Regions from separate parts of the Zea mays genome. Here region 1 is linked to region 2. Evidence: chromatin contacts called from public Hi-C data. All regions are on one chromosome and are shown on one strand. Each heading gives the region's core, a stretch centred on a gene start, on an enhancer-like site or on the middle of the called end of the contact. The rest is flanking DNA. Distances are from core to core; before and after follow the strand shown. Region 1 holds the start of LOC103635827 (secretory carrier-associated membrane protein 3-like). Region 2 holds the start of LOC103635825.

Region 1 (3,286 bases), core at 371-2,870, 130 kb before region 2:
GAATGTAAGGAAATATAACAACACATAGTAAAGATATGTGTGTTCAGCCATATTTCGGAGAACAGAACAAAGTCATGTAGTTGTTGTAACAATATACAAACCAAGTATATCAAGGTCCAAAAAAATTAAGTATCCTCCAGTCGTATCCAAGGTTGACAAAAAATTGAGATGAAGTAGAGCAATACAATAAGGTAGGACATAGACCTAACAAATTTACTGGACATCATTCATATTAACTAAGGAAGTAAAGGAGCCTCTGAAATGTTAATGACAGTTTTAGGAACTGTAATAAACAATGTCCATTACCCTTGCTAGGCTAAGGTAACACATTTTGGCTTACCCTAGGATGAATCTTACTGGTACTTTACTAAAATGGTCTATTGTTGTGGACAGTGGGGAGCAAAATTTTTTGTCACATCACAAAGGCAGAAGCGAAGTGAAACCGTACTGTAAATATGCAGACCATTACAAAATATGGCAATCTCCATACCATTATGCCGTAATAGTTTGCAGTAACATGTGTTCCAGTAAATGTCAAGGATATTCAGCGGGACAGTACCATATAAATGTGTAACCCTAAAAGGCACACCAGATCCGTGGAGTTGTTTGCACCGCGGATAAATCGGGTGTTCTCGGATTTATTAGTTACGGTTAACAGGATTAGTCGATTCGTGTAGTAATTAGTTCATCATAGAGGTGCACATGAAGAACAGAAACCATAGGAGACGAAGGGCGTACCTGAAGATGCGAAGATTTGGGCCGAACGAAGATGAATCAAAGCCAAGGTTTCCGGATCCGAGGAACGCGTCGATGGTCGGAGCGGGAAACGAAGCAAGCTGTCGCGACGAACCTCGACGGAGTCGGATGTGCGGCCGCTTCGTCTTTGGTCGCGACCGGAGCTGGTTGGTCACCACCTCCACTTCGTCTTCCACAGACCCGACGGGGACCGGCGCGGAAGCTACCTTCCCGCGGACGAATCGCCGCCCCCTCGCCGGAAATCGCCGAATCGCAGACGCCTCGAACGGGAGAGAAGAGGAGCGCGAAGTGTCCGGTCGGTGGCGCGGGCGGATTCTTCCGCGTGAAGCAGCCGAGGGGGAGTGCACAGTGACGCCCTGCATCTGGCGTGAGAGAGAAGAGAGTCGCGGTGGAGAAGAGCGGGTAGCGGCGACCGATGCGGCGGCTAGGGGTGCAAAGTGTCCCCTAAATCGTGAACAGTGCTAGGGGAGGGGAGGGGAAGGGGGTACCGCTGCGCTCAGTCTCAGGGAACCAAACGCTGCCCCTGTCGGCCTGTCCCTGACATGGAAAAGCCTGTTGGGCCGATCCCGCCCCGCAGACTCGGCTGCTCCAGTCCTCCTGCAGTGCCGAAGCGGCTACGGGCTGCGGCCCGCATGCAGCTAGCGGCTCAGCCATCCCGCGCACTCAAATTTACTTGCGATGGAAAAGGGACCGACGCCACGCCAACAACAACAAGCATAGCAACACGGTCCGGTCCCGCATCGTACGGTCAGTCTAGCCTCTTAGACCTCTGGGGCCACCGGACAGACAGACCTAACCCTACCTGTCATTGACTACAAACTGCACAGCACCCCCTCGTTTTCCATTCTGCTCTGCATACTCGAAGTCGAAGGCAGCGCGGCAGGTAGCAGCAGTACGCCAGCACGCACACCACCAGCAGCAGTTGCCGGTTGGCCACCACCCGACGCCGGAGGCCTGGACGAGGAGGCGGCGGCGATGGCGGGGAAGCACGGGCGCAACGGCTTCGACGACGACAACGTCAACCCCTTCGCGGTGAGTGCTCCTTTAGTCACCCGCACTACCCTGTCCCTTCGGCGGCCTTTCCACTCGCCTAGATCTCGGGGGGGAGTTGGCGTGTTTCTCCGATCCGATCACCTCCGGGTCGCGCTCGCATTTGAGATCTGTGGCTTAGTTGCTGTTCATGTTCTGGTTCTGAGCGTCGTAAGGGTACGAGACGGCGAGATGCGGTCCTGCGGATATACGCGCTTAGTCTAGAGTCTGGTAATCATGTTTCATGTGTGCTGTGAAGGTTTTGTTAGAACACTCGTGGGAGGGGCTGCTTATCTCTAGATCTGTGCGTGCCCATGTCTGGAACTAGGTTGGATGTGAGATGTGCGGTTCTGCATTGAGCTGGCTTAGTTGTTGGGACTTGGATTCAGTATCAAATGTCAATAGCTTGGTAATGCGACCCGGTGGCCTTTTGCCTGTGTTGCAGGGCTTCTCCCAACTTTCCTGATCCGGTGCCACCTTATATGGCTTGCCAGGTTTTGATCATGCATGTTTACTGGTAATTGGTTAACACAACACAAACTGTCAAACTTAAGTATTGTTGTGCAGCAAGTCTTCAACCCGCTTGAATTTAATCGGCTGGTGTCTTTGTTTAAGTTGGTTTATTTCACATGCTTTTCGTTTTATTATGATATTATGTGTTGATTGCTCTATTTTGTGCAGAATAACAATCCAGCTGAAGCTGGTACAAAATATAAAATAGTATGATCACTGAGCTGAGTCTCCCAACTATTCCCTATCTTGCAGGGTGGAAGTGTTCCACCTGCCACCAATTCTCGTCTCTCACCTCTATCACATGAACCGGCTGATTTCTACAATGTGGACATTCCTCTCGAGTCGTCAAAGGTATAATCTCTTTCTACCTGGATCACTGCACAATTGAACCAAATTACAGTTCTGAGAACTATTTTCCCGTTGAGTAAAAAAGGAAGAGTTAACCCAGTTTCCTTTTCTAACTGAATACATGCACCCTTCATGATGTGTGAGCTCATGTATGTCATTCGTTGTACTGTAGGTATGCCAACTTGCCAAGTTGGTTTTGATTATTTATCTGATTTGTCTACATGTGGATAGCTCCCTCTCTATTTCTTACATCTGTTGATGTTGATATTTAGGATCTGAAGAAAAAGGAGAAAGAACTCCAGGCTATGGAGGCTGAGCTAAACAAAAGAGAACGGGTATGTTGCTTTATCATTGCAGAGCTTTCAGTCTGTCTGCTCCTTTTGCCAGTTATAGCAGTTCTGACAAATAAGATGCAAGTTTGTGTTTCACAAACTACTCTATGATGTGCAGTTTGTCTCTGGTACTTAATACATTGCCAAAGCTTTCCTAGTACTCAAATATTCATCTGAGAGGTTATTGCTTTGCATATTAATTATATTGTTTAAAAAATTATTCCTGCTGCAATACAATTGTTTTGAGAGAGCCATGTTGCTTTATATGTATTGTCTGTTGATCTTTTTATTGGATATTTGTTGCTTTT
Region 2 (3,505 bases), core at 849-3,348:
GTTGGACCGGACCTCCACGAGGAAGCACCGGACCCCTGTACGCACAGCCTGGACCCCCGAATACGGTCCGGGACTCCCAAGTAAGCGTGCCGGGTCCCTTGGATGGGGTCTGGATCCCTCCGAGTAAGGTCCGGGCCATCCATAACGAGGTCCAGGGATAGGGGATACCCTGGCCTAAGCAAGGGTCCGGTAATGACACGTGTCCAGGCTTTATCCTGTGCGCATGCGCTCCCCGCTCTGGCGGAGACCCGATGCTGATACATGGCTTGTTGCCCGTGACGTAAGCCAGTGGGCGGAGCCTGACGTAAGGCCTCTGGGCCACGCGGTGTCTGCATTTATTGCGGAGAGGACGCGCCGCCTGTCCACCCTGCTGACAGGCGATGTGCCACCTCAGCATTTATTGTGACCTGTCCACTCAGTTGGCAGGCGGCGTCCAAGCCATCCTGCAGGCGGCGTGCCTGTCCAGTTCATTGCCAAACAGTACGCCCGTGCTGCAAGGTGGACTGTGGTCATCATCACTTATGCATTGCCAGGGAAGCTTCCTCTGCACGCCAATACCACGCAAATCGCGGATGTCAGGGTGCAAGAAGATTGCTCCAGCAGCCCCAAGTATTACATCCATTATATTTCTGGGCTCACATGTCGGGGCTCAGCACCCTTGTACGCGCCCCCATTGAGCTATAAAAGGGGAGGCATGCAACGTTACAGACGGACACACACGGACACTTAGACCGAACTTAGACTTAGACCCAGCTCAGGCTCACAAGTTTATACGAGCTCTCAAGCTCAATACATCACACAGTGGAGTAGGGTATTACGCTCCGGCGGCCCGAACCACTCTAAACCCTTGCGTGTTCCTGAGTTAATCGTTCATCTACCAACAGGCAAAACGCTTAAGCCCCCTCCTCATCTTAGGATTTAGGGCGGGTGCACTCCGCCACCCGGCTGGAGAATTCCCTCTCTGACAGGCCTCCATTTAGATTTTGGTCTATCTCCGTCCTGGCGTTTGATACAAATTTTTTAAAAGAGATTTTCTAAAAATCTGGATTTGTGGATAATATAGGTGACATGAGAAAGATGGAGTACATAGGCTGAAATGATTCGACGGATTTTAGTGATTTTTATAGAAACGATTCTTATAAAAATGATGAATCGTGAAACAAACACACTTGTTGTGGTAGTGCAGTTTTCAGTTTTTATGGTGTGATGGCGTGACACATAAATTATTTTTGTTTTTTTTCAAATACCGGATTGTTTATAGAGAAGCAACAAAAAAACATTTTCAAAAGCCATATAAAAATATGGAGTTGGCAAACTACATTCCCGAGTAGAGATGGCAACGGGTACAAACCCGCTGGGTTTTGCCATATACCTATTAAAAAACTCGTACTCATGACAGGTTTGAAAATTTGTCAAACCCAATACCCATTGGGTTAGCGGGTACCCATGGGTTACCCACGGGTTTTATCTCTAATATGCTGGTTCTTCTCATAATTAATAAATATAGTAATGATCAATGAGATCGTGGTCCAAAATTTATGTGATGAACAACAAGTTCATAATTTGGTATAAAAATTATTAGTAGAGAGAATAAAATACGAATAATAAGTTATATAATCAAGTGATCTTGCACTAAATTATTTATCCACCACATATATAATGCTAGTAAAAACTATAATAGCAAGTCAGCAACACTCTCATCAGCTACTTGTACATTCATCATTTGCTAAAAAATAGGAAGCAAATAGGGAGATAACAAGTTTGTTGTTCATTTATAAAATAAAACGACAATATGCATTAGGTTTGGTCAGGTTTAAAAACCCACAGGTTCACAGGTTTTGGTACTGTAGAAACAAAATCATATATATTAACCCGTCGAATATAGATTTATGCAGGTTAACAAACATATAAATATAAATATTGATCCAAACCTGTACCCTAATGAGATAAAAACCCATCGAATTTTGGTTATCGACTGTCCGTGCAGTAACGAGCGTATCTGAAACATTTACGTCGACTGTCGAAGTGCCGAGACTTCTCTTCCCAGTCCGGACTTCCGGTTGCTTCAAGTTCCAGGCTTCCAGCGTTCCAATTTCCAAGGCCATGTCTGCCGCTGCACACCCCTGCTGCGTTTTTACCACAAAAATGTCGAAACATACAACCCAGTAGCAAAAAAGCACGAAAAAAAAACGGTTTTACAAGACCATTTGCGGGATATACTTTCTTCAAGAAATCTTCCCCACTTGTTCCCTCGCGTCCATGGCCTTGCTCCAGCCTACTCTTCTCACTCCTCCCCCGCTCTGCTGCTGCTCGCATGGCCTCCTCTACCCAGGGTTCCTGAAACTGCCTCCCAAATTCTCAAATGGGGCCTGCTGTTCCACGGCGAGGGCGTCGGACCGGAGCGAGCTGGCGGGTAAAAGCGGGGGCTTGGCTTGGAGAGCGGCGGGGAGAAAGGGGCGGCTGCTTGGCGTCACCGGAGCTGGGCGAGGCCCCTTCTTTGGCGGCGGCGGGAGGCGTATGGACAAGGGCACTAGCCGGGTCGTGGGGAACCTCGCCTTCGCCGCCGTCGTGACGTACCTCGCCGTGACCGGCCAGCTCCGGTGGGTTATTGACGCCATCGTCTCTCTCTGGGTACGAGAATTCTCGCTGCTAAAATGAATTGCTTATAAGTTGCTTCTTCTATGAGAACATTTGGGATTAGTGGCGCTAGGGTGTTTGATTTGTTTCTTCGATGAAAATATTTTGGATTGGCTCTAGCTTGTTTATTTTGCTTCTTCGGTGACTGACTATAGGAAATAAATGTTAGCTCGGCTGAAAAATGTCATCCCTTGTGTTGGACTAGGTAGCTTAGGTTGATACCTAGAACTGCTCAACCAAGAACGCCTTGCTTTTTAACAGCATCATTTTGCTGTTCATGTTGTAGTAGTTTTTCAACTGACCTGAGATTTCCAGTCAATTTACAGTTTCACCAAGTAATGTTGTTTGGCGGAGTTGTACTACTATGCACTTGATAGTATTCGATTGTGCACTGTGTCGTAGACTCATGAAAAACTTGAGCATTTAGATTCCGTGGAATCTTGACACTGAAATTATGGAACCTTGGTCTAGCTAGCTTACTCTATGGCTCAACTAACATTTATAAGCTTGTCCATCTGATAATTGAGTTTGTGCATACCACAAAATGCCATACAATCTTTGTGTTTATTCATTCAATACATGATTTTAGTTGATTAAACTGTCATTAATTTGGATTTTACATCTCTTCTGAAAACAGCTCCTCACAATACTGCTGCCTGTACTGGCTCTCGGTGCATTTTTCTTCTTTGCAGGACAAGATATACTGCAGGGCGATGTAAGTCTCCCGATAAATTTGTCATTCAGCTATTGCTTCTTTTCTAATGATTGAGTTTTATGAAACATTGCATCCTCCCCACTTATAAAACATTGCTTCTTAAAGTTCCTTAGCTTATGCCTATTAGCAGTAGTATGATTATCTCATTGACAC

The links. A called contact is a pair of places that touch in the nucleus more often than the background predicts.
Region 1: a Hi-C map of leaf shows a contact between it and region 2, with 4 times the contacts expected there. The contact joins the promoter of LOC103635827 here to the promoter of LOC103635825 in region 2. A contact is called at or near these places in 14 of 25 Hi-C or Micro-C datasets (bundle sheath, ear, endosperm and 5 more).

Annotation. Positions count from the first base shown.
Region 1 is chr8:124,912,989-124,916,274 of Zm-B73-REFERENCE-NAM-5.0, reverse strand. It overlaps LOC103635827 (secretory carrier-associated membrane protein 3-like), which reads left to right and starts at 1,620. Exons shown (of 12, transcript NM_001346770.1): 1 at 1,620-1,788; 2 at 2,551-2,649; 3 at 2,919-2,981. The coding sequence starts at 1,732.
Region 2 is chr8:124,785,059-124,788,563 of Zm-B73-REFERENCE-NAM-5.0, reverse strand. It overlaps LOC103635825, which reads left to right and starts at 2,098. Exons shown (of 6, transcript NM_001353504.1): 1 at 2,098-2,631; 2 at 3,275-3,352. The coding sequence starts at 2,260.